Linked DNA regions of Oryctolagus cuniculus: regions 1 and 3 are each linked to region 2. The links are chromatin contacts, called in public Hi-C and Micro-C maps. All regions are on one chromosome and are shown on one strand. Each heading gives the region's core, a stretch centred on a gene start, on an enhancer-like site or on the middle of the called end of the contact. The rest is flanking DNA. Distances are from core to core; before and after follow the strand shown.

What was found. A called contact is a pair of places that touch in the nucleus more often than the background predicts.
Region 1: a Hi-C map of embryonic fibroblasts shows a contact between it and region 2, with 2.1 times the contacts expected there. The contact joins the enhancer-like site here to the promoter of WWP2 in region 2. A contact is called at or near these places in 3 of 6 Hi-C or Micro-C datasets (ear pinna, embryonic fibroblasts and an unstated tissue).
Region 3: a contact with region 2 is called in a Micro-C map of ear pinna, with 4 times the contacts expected there. The contact joins the promoter of TERF2 here to the promoter of WWP2 in region 2. A contact is called at or near these places in 4 of 6 Hi-C or Micro-C datasets (ear pinna, psoas muscle, skin fibroblasts and 1 more).

Annotation. Positions count from the first base shown.
Region 1 is chr18:52,496,268-52,498,967 of mOryCun1.1, forward strand. NIP7 (nucleolar pre-rRNA processing protein NIP7) reads left to right here. Exons shown (of 7, transcript XR_007920025.2): 7 at 1-1,570. Among named protein-coding and RNA genes, the nearest start is that of TERF2, 26 kb to the left of the region's middle. Within about 2 kb of position 1,349, at least 4 of the 8 cell types and tissues checked have an H3K27ac peak or open chromatin away from gene starts, as enhancers often do. A contact at or near this core is called in ear pinna, where this site is marked.
Region 2 is chr18:52,876,740-52,879,439 of mOryCun1.1, forward strand. It overlaps WWP2 (WW domain containing E3 ubiquitin protein ligase 2), which reads left to right and starts at 1,393. Exons shown (of 24, transcript XM_002711669.4): 1 at 1,393-1,528.
Region 3 is chr18:52,470,039-52,472,738 of mOryCun1.1, forward strand. TERF2 (telomeric repeat binding factor 2) reads right to left here and starts at 1,415. Exons shown (of 10, transcript XM_008257547.4): 1 at 1,025-1,415; 2 at 836-931; 3 at 40-170. The coding sequence starts at 1,400. The region is part of intron 5 of NIP7 (nucleolar pre-rRNA processing protein NIP7); the gene reads left to right.

The DNA.
Region 1 (2,700 bases), core at 99-2,598, 380 kb before region 2:
CCTCTGATTCACTCCTCAACTGATCACAAAGACTGGGGCACAGCTAGGCCAAAGCCAGGAACCCAGAAGTCCACTTGTGTCTCTCATGTGGTTGCAGGGGCTCAAGGACTTGGGCCATCTTCTGCTGCTTTTCCAAGCATAACAGGGAGTTGGATCTGAAGTGGAGCAACCAGGACTCAAACTGGCACCCATATGGGATGCCAGCATCGTAGGCAACAGCTTAACCAGCAGTACCCCAACACTGTGAATGTAGACTTTTAAAATGTAAAGTATACTCTGACTTGTAAGAGCTGAGCTCTGAGATCATAAGGCTTCAGTCACAACGGCCTTTTCCAGTTCTGCAAACACACTGTGCTTTTCACACCCAATAGCCTTTACACATCCTGTTCTCACCAACACAACCACAGCCACTCACCAATTCCTTCTCTCTCTCTCTCTCTCTCTCTCACACACACACACACACACAAATTGTCTTCTTACAACTGTGTGTCAAAGCACATGTTGTGCACAAAATGGCTGGGTTAATATACATACTGTTATAATCTGTATGAATTTCTTTGCAAAGTTCAGTCATAGAAATTGCTTGTTTCTCAATTTTGGGAGGATTCAGGATTATTATTTTAAAAATTTTAATTTTTTTTTAATTTGAAAGGTAGAAAGACAGAGATGGATTTCTTGTCTGGATCACTCCCTAAACACCTGCAGCAGTCAAGGCTGGGCCAGACTGAAGCCAGGAGTCCAGAACTCAGTGTTGAGCTCCCATGTGGTGGCAGGGACCCAAGTTCTTGAGCCTTTCCAGTATGTGTTTTATCAGGCAGCTGGCATCTGGTGCAGAGCCAGGGCTCCAACCCAGACCCTCTGACAGAAGATGAGGACATCCCACATGGAATCTTCACTACCGCATGAAGTACCTGCCCTAGGACTCAAACTTACATGTGACTTTAGTTCTCCCTTCTAGGTGGTGGAGGGTGACAAAATCCCAATCATTTGTAGCCACCTTCGCCACACAGCCTCCTGAGATTAAAGAAGTTCTGGGATCGAGAAAATTCACAGCTAATGGAGAACAGCCCCAGGTCCCTGAGTGGTTACTGAGACGCTTGTTCCGTGTCATTGCCTGGGAGGTAGAAGGCTCAGCCTCCATGTCAAGCTCAGCCACAGGGACCCTCCTGGAGAATCCCAGGGCCAAGGAAGTGCTTAGTTCTCTGTGCTGCTGGAGCCTCTGGCTACCTCAGTCCTGCTCCCTGCTGGGGATCCGTGTGTGACAGAGTCGGAGTCTCTCACTCAGGACCCCCTCTCTCTTCCCCCTCCCCCTCCCTGGATTTTTATTTGAAAAAACCCTTCTGCAGGGAACAGTGGCAAGGGCTAGAGGGGACCTGGGAACACATGGCGAGTTCCCAGCTAGGACTCAGCCTCCACGTCCACTAAATAGCAAATAAACTGGGAAAGAAGGGGGTCTGAGTGAGAAGGAGAAAGACTGTTTTTTTTTTTTTTCCGAGCTTCTAAGAGAGCTTTGCAAACAATTGGAGTAATTAAAAGTTCTCAGAAGTAGCCGACTGGTGCCCTTTTCACCAAGGGAATGTGGGCCAAGCATGATACATTAAAAGAGAGGGAGCTGCCCTATTGAAGTTAAAAATACTCTTCAGTCACATGGCTAATTTGCTGGAATGCAGCAGTCAAGGGCTGTGGGCAGAGGGGGAGCTGGAAGCAGCTGGGGAGCTGGAAGCAGAGTGCCCGCCCTGGGGACTTCGTGTGCAGGGACAGAAAAACAGTGACTTAGGGCACCTTATCAGAAAGCTCACAGAAGTGGCAGGAAGAAGGCGAAGTGGGTTCAAGTTCCTTGCTGTGACCTTTGGGCTTATCAGACAGTGAAAGGATGGGTCAGGACTTGCCACCTGTGCTCCTGGGGTGCTGATTCACGACGCTGAGGTTGAAGGCTCTCCAGCTTCCCCTGCCTTTGAATCCGTTTCAAAGAAATGCTGAACCTGAAGGAGCCCTTTGATCCTAAACCCAAGGGAAAACCGATCTATAGGGTCTCCAGGGAAAACAGCTCAGGCCAGGAATACGAGTCTCAGTTTGGGACACTGGAGATTTTTTGAAATCTTTGAAACTGTAGTATTGAAATAGAAACTAAAAGTTATTCAGTGAATCCCTGAGTGTGAATTTATCTCTTTTCATTAGATTTGAAAGGCACAGAGACACGGGCAGAGCAACAGAGAGACACAGAGAGATTTCCCTTCAGCTGGTTTACTCCCCACATGCCTGCAACAGCCTGGGCTGGCCCAGGTTGAAGCCAGGAGCCCAGAACATGGGTGGCAGGGACCCAAGTACTTGAGCCATCACTTGCTGCCTCCCAGGGTGTGCAGGAAACTGGATTGGAAGTGGAAGATCCGGGCCCGGAACCAGGCACTCTGCTATGAGATGTGGACGTCCCAGTGGTATTTTAACCACTGCACCAGATGCCAAGCCTCCCAAGTGTGAATTTTCCACGTAAGGCTCAAAGAAGCTGACTTGCTCACAGTCACTCAACCAGTAAGTGACAGCTAGATTCAAACCTATGTCTAAGTGGAGAGGAAGGGCACAGTGATTAGGAAGTGCAGGGTTCAAAGAGCCCTGATGTCAGCTCCTGGCTCCACCAAGAGTGGGACCCTTGGGCAAGTTCCTAACACTTCTCAGTGGTGGTTTTACCATTTGTAATTTGGG
Region 2 (2,700 bases), core at 143-2,642:
CCGCGCTGATCCGAAGCCAGAAGCCAGGTGCTTCTCCTGGTCTCCCATGGGGTGCAGGGCCCAAGCACTTGGGTCATCCTCCACTGCACTCCTGGGCCACAGCAGAGAGATGAGTTGTATCCTAAACAGAGTGATCGTGAAAGGCTTTGCTGTGTGACAGCTAAGCAAACATCTGAGAGAGAGAGGGTGGGAAGTGGTCGTTACTGTCTCACTATATGGGGAAAGAGCTTTTCAGGCACTGGGAGAAGCAAGTCCAAAGGTCCTGAGGCCAGAGTGGCCAAAGGGCAGAGTGGGGGTGAGAGAAGAGAAATAAGAAGGGACTGTGGGGAGGGGAACCATGCGGGTGACCACCTATATTTCTAGCTTTCACTGCTTAATGCACCCTGCATGCTTTTTACTTAGTCCTCTTGCTCTTTGGTGAACACTTACTGAAAGCCCACCCCACAAGGAAGCCTTTCCTCACTCCTCTAAAGCAGAATTAGGAAAACGCCCGACAATGAAATTGGAGAAGCGTCAGTTTCGTGGCAGGGTTTAACAGGTTTAACGAATTAAGAGATGGCTGTATATTATTGAAAGGCAAGGGACTGAGTTCAACCAATTTCATTTGTGTGCATGATTGGATCCATCCAAATGCTAAGGCTCCCCCCACCCAAAAAAAAAAACAAAACGGGGTAATTAGGTTGCTAGTATTAATTTTAACCAATGGTAATTAAAAGTGAAAAACAGTCTTCATCCAACTTGTCAAAGCTGAGGCCCTGCGCCGTTAGTAAGGGATGTTGACATAAAATGTTCTTGCTAAGTTGTATGCACCTGCAGATGAAGGGAACAGGGGTTGGCTGGGCGTGATAGGGGGCATTTTATGCCCCCAGGCAGGGGCTTCGAAGCTGTTCTACTTCATGTCCCAGATGTTCCACGACGGACAGGTCTGTTGCTTCTACAGTCTAGAACCGCGCCTGGCACGTGGCAGGCATTGAGTCACCAGGATTATCAAACACAAATACAAGCGGCACAATCCAATGTGATTTTCAGATAATCTTAGTATAAATATATCCCATGTAGGATATTGGGCAGACACGGTTGTTTACCCGAAACTGAAATTTATCTGAGATTTCACTTTAATAACTTTATTAACCCCACTAAGGAGCTCAAATACTCGTGATTTGTTTGACCCAATTGAAAGAGGATCTCCTCGCACCTGTAAAATGGGTCTAAATCACAGCACGCGCCTCCCTAGCGTTGCTGGGCAGATAAAGCCAGCACGTGGCACCTGGCGAGCCCTCAGTTTATACGACTGCTGGGAAACAAATTCATGAGCGGCAAAAGTTTCGCCTTATACACACGGCCACAGGACCCGGGCCTCTTCGAGGCCAAAAGCTCGCAGGCCAGGCCTAGGTTGCCGGCACCTGAGAGCCCGGCCAGCCTCTTCCGGGTCAGGTGACCGCGCGCGGCCACGTGACCCGGCCCGAGTGCGGGCGGTGGAAGGCGGAAGTGGGAGAGGAGTTGGGCGCCGCTTCTGGGGCCGGGGCAGGTAGCGAGCGCGGGCGCGGCGGGCGCGGCGGGCGGGCGCGGGGCGCGGAGCGGGCCGGGGGCGGCGGGCGGCGCGCGGTGGGCTGGGGGCGGCGCGGCCCGGGCGCCGGGGGGCGGCGGCTTCCTGTGGGAGGGGCCTGGCGCGGCGGTTCCGGCCTCCGAGGAGGGGTGTCCCGGCTCCCGCCCGAGCGGGGTGGGCGCGACGCGGCCCGCGTGGGGCCGCTCCGAGGTGGCCGGCCGGGAGCCGGTGCTTCCGGGAGCGGCGCGGCGCGTTGGTGCCGGGGGGCTGGAGGGACAGGCATCGCGATCTCTGTGGAGGGAGCAGGGGAAGGGCGAGTTGGGACGGAGCTGGGAAGGGGGTGCCGAGATGGACATAGGGCGGGCAGGGCAGGGGAGCAGCCCGGGAGATGCCGCCTGAGCCCCACTGAGGGCGTCTTCCCCGCTGCGTCTTTGGCAGCGATGTTTCCCCGAGACTTGATTTCGGGCTCAGTCCATCTTTAAACTTCAGGAGGGATCACAGAATCTTGGTCGTCTTGCTCTCGTCACACCCACTTAGTCCCGCGGGCGTCGGGTTTCCACTTCTTGGGAACCTAACCCTTCAGGATCGCCTTTCTTTGGGGCTTTTCCCCCTTGATCAAGTCGTCTTCGAGGCTGAAGACAGAAAGCGTGGGCGCTCTGCTGTGGCTGCAGGAAGGTTTCAGCCTACGCTCTTGACCATGACCTAGCCCAGCACCGCCTCGGCCGGAACACCGGCTAGAGGACCGTGTACCTGTGTGCTAACGACTTCGGGTCTGGCTGTGGTTTAAATTATTCAGCTTCCCTTACCACGTGACTGCTTATCTTGACCAGCTGTAGCTAGGTAGAAGTCTGTGTCCTGTGCCTTAGAACTATGACCTGGCGCCTGATGTTGAGATTAAATACCCATGTCACAGCTGTTCATCTTCCTCTTTCTGTAAATGTTCACTGAATGTTTTGCAGAAGTGAGTCTCATGCGTGCACACACAAGAGCCAGAGTCGTTCAGGGTTACAAGTTAGAGAACAAAAGGACTTTACTAAATGTATGAGGTGTTCAGGTTTTTGAAGTGTTTGATGAGCATTTAGAAGTTAATTTTTGCAGCAGCCCTGTGATTTAGATGGGGAAAGGTCTTTTTTCCACGTCATGAGAAACAGACA
Region 3 (2,700 bases), core at 165-2,664, 410 kb before region 2:
ATTTGTTAAAAGAAGAAAGAAATAAAAACAGAGCCTTACAGCCTCCTTGACCAGCTTTCTGCTGGATTCGATCACCGCTTCTGTCAACGTAAACTCGGTTTTAATCATCTCCAGCACATTGATGGCTGACTCCAGGGGTGTGAGCTCAGCTTCCATATCAAAGGAGCAGTCTAGGACAAAGCACAGTTCTCATTTCAAGCTCTTCTCTAAGGAGCAGGAAAGCGATGTCCAAACACATGAGTGTACACTTAGGGGCAGGGAGCATGCCACTATAGCAAGATCTGAATTCCACTTGCTGACACACCCGGGCTTCCAGACCCGGTCAGAGTGCCCAAACTCAGGCCAACGGATTTAAAACGTGCTCATCTTTCAGGATTTTTCGAGGCACGTAAAAAAGGTATTTTTAACACGTGCATTTGCCTCTCAGATTCAGGATACACACATCCTCCTCAGACACAAATGGCCAGAAACTTCAGCCAGTTTGCCAAACAGCTGTCAAGTTCAATTCGGAGAGGGGGCGGGAAACGTGCTCACACGCTGAAAAAACATCACTACGGGGGAGAGACTAAGTCTCTTTGGACAGCAACAAAGTTGGGCTAAGCAACTAACAGGTGGGAGGAAGAAAAGAAAAGGGAGAAAAAAAACCAACAACCCGCACACAGAAAAGCAGCCCACGGAACCTCCGGGCCCGGGAAAGCGAGCGAGCGCGCACGAGACCCCCGCGGTGCAAGCGGCCGCGCACTTTAACCCGGAACCCCTCCGTCCCGGATGTAAGTTTGAAAACAACAAAACCCGACGCAAGTACGCCCGCAGACGAGCACAAAAACAGCCATACCTAAATTCTCCCCTTCTTCAATGCGCGACAGACACTGCATAACCCGCAGCAACCGGGACACCGTGTGCTCCTTCCCCAGGGGCCTGACAAGCAGAGCTGGGAAAGAAGACAGCGTTGGCTCGGCGACCCCAGCCCCGACCCCGTCCCCACGACCCCCTCCCCGGCCTCCTTCCCGGGCCCGGCCCTCACCCTGCATAATGTCCCGGATCTGCCTGAAGTCCCCGTACCGGCTACCCCGAAAGGCCCGCAGCGCCTCGTGGAAGTAGAACTTGAGCACCCAGCGGTTGACCGCTTCTTCCAGCCGTGCTTCCCCCGCACCCCGATCCGCAGGACCCCCCAGCCCCGGCTCGTGGCGCCCCCGCCGAGCCCGCCCGCCGCTGCGGGACGCCCGCCGGCCCGCCCGCCCGCTGCCGTCGCTGCTCCCGCCTCCTCCCGCCATCGCGTCCGATCGCCGCGCGCCCTCCCCGCCCCCCCGGCTGGGCCGCTTCCTCGGCTGTGACGCCGCCGGGTCACGCACGACGCCCGGGCCGGAAGCAGGGCCCGCCGTCCCGGCTCCCGCGGCCATGATACGGACAGCGTTCCTAGCCGCCCGCGGGCTTCTGGGAGGGAAAGGACCGGAGGGCCCAGCCTCCGTCTCGGCCTCCGTAGTTCCCGGTCCGCTGGCCGCAAGGCCTGCTGGGACTTGCAGTCCGTGCCGCTCAGGTCGGCCGGGAAGTCCGCGGGGTTTGCAGTCTATGGCTCAGTGAATTGCGAATTTAATATGCATACTACTGTTCCGGAACTATGTATAAGATAACGGAAAATACGTGTATCTCGTTAAGCACTTGGGAAATTGCGGGCAGGAGCTCCATAGAAGAAGGTTTGTTAACTTTACTTTTTTTTTTTTTTTTAAGATTTTTATTTATTTATTTGACAGGTAGAGTTACAGACAGTGAGAGAGAGAGAGAGACAGAGAAAGGTCTTCCTTCCGTTGACTCACTCCCCAAATGGCCACCACGGCCGGCGCTGTGCCAATCCGAAGCCAGGTGCTTCTTGCCAGTCTCCCATGCAGGTGCAGGGCCCAAGCACTCGGGACATCCTCCACTGCCCTCCTGGGCCACAGCAGAGAGCTGGCCTGGAAGAGGAGCAACCAGGACTAGAACTGGCGCCCATATGGGATGCTAGCGCAGCAGGCGGAGGATTAACCTAGTGCGCCACCAGCTGGCCCCAACTTTACATTTTAACAAATAATTACAAAGCAGAGGCCAGTGTGCTCCCAGTCCGGGTCAAGCAACAGAATATGTCTTGCAATACCGGAAACCTCTGGAAATATAAAGTTTTTTTAAAATATTTGTTTATGTGCCTGCTTACTTACTTGAAAGGCACAGTGGCAGAGAGAGAGGTCGGTCCTTCTGCTGGTTCACTCCCCAAATGCCTGCATCAGCAGGGGATGGACCAGGCCCACGCCAGAAGCCAGGAGCTTCTTGCTCCCCCGTGGGTGGCAGGGGCCTAAGTACTCGGGGTGTATCGTCCACTGCTTTCCCAGGCTCATGGCGGGGAGCTGGACGGGGCCAGAGAACCGGAACTTGAACCAGCGCTCGGATACGGGGCGTCCAAATGGTGCCGTAACCCCCGCGCCGCAATGCCCACTCCATGTCATTGTTTAAATCATAAAATTATGCGCGTTATTGTAGAAGAATTAGAAAAAAATAAGCAAAAGGATCGCCCAGAGTCCCACATGAAAAAATTAGTTGTTTTATTTTTATAGTCTTCCAGTATCTTCTGTGTACCTATTGTGTGCCTGTGTTTGCAAAAATAGGATCGTACTAATTAACGCCTTTCCCCAGAGTTAACTTTTTTTAAAAAAAATATTTATTTTTTATTTA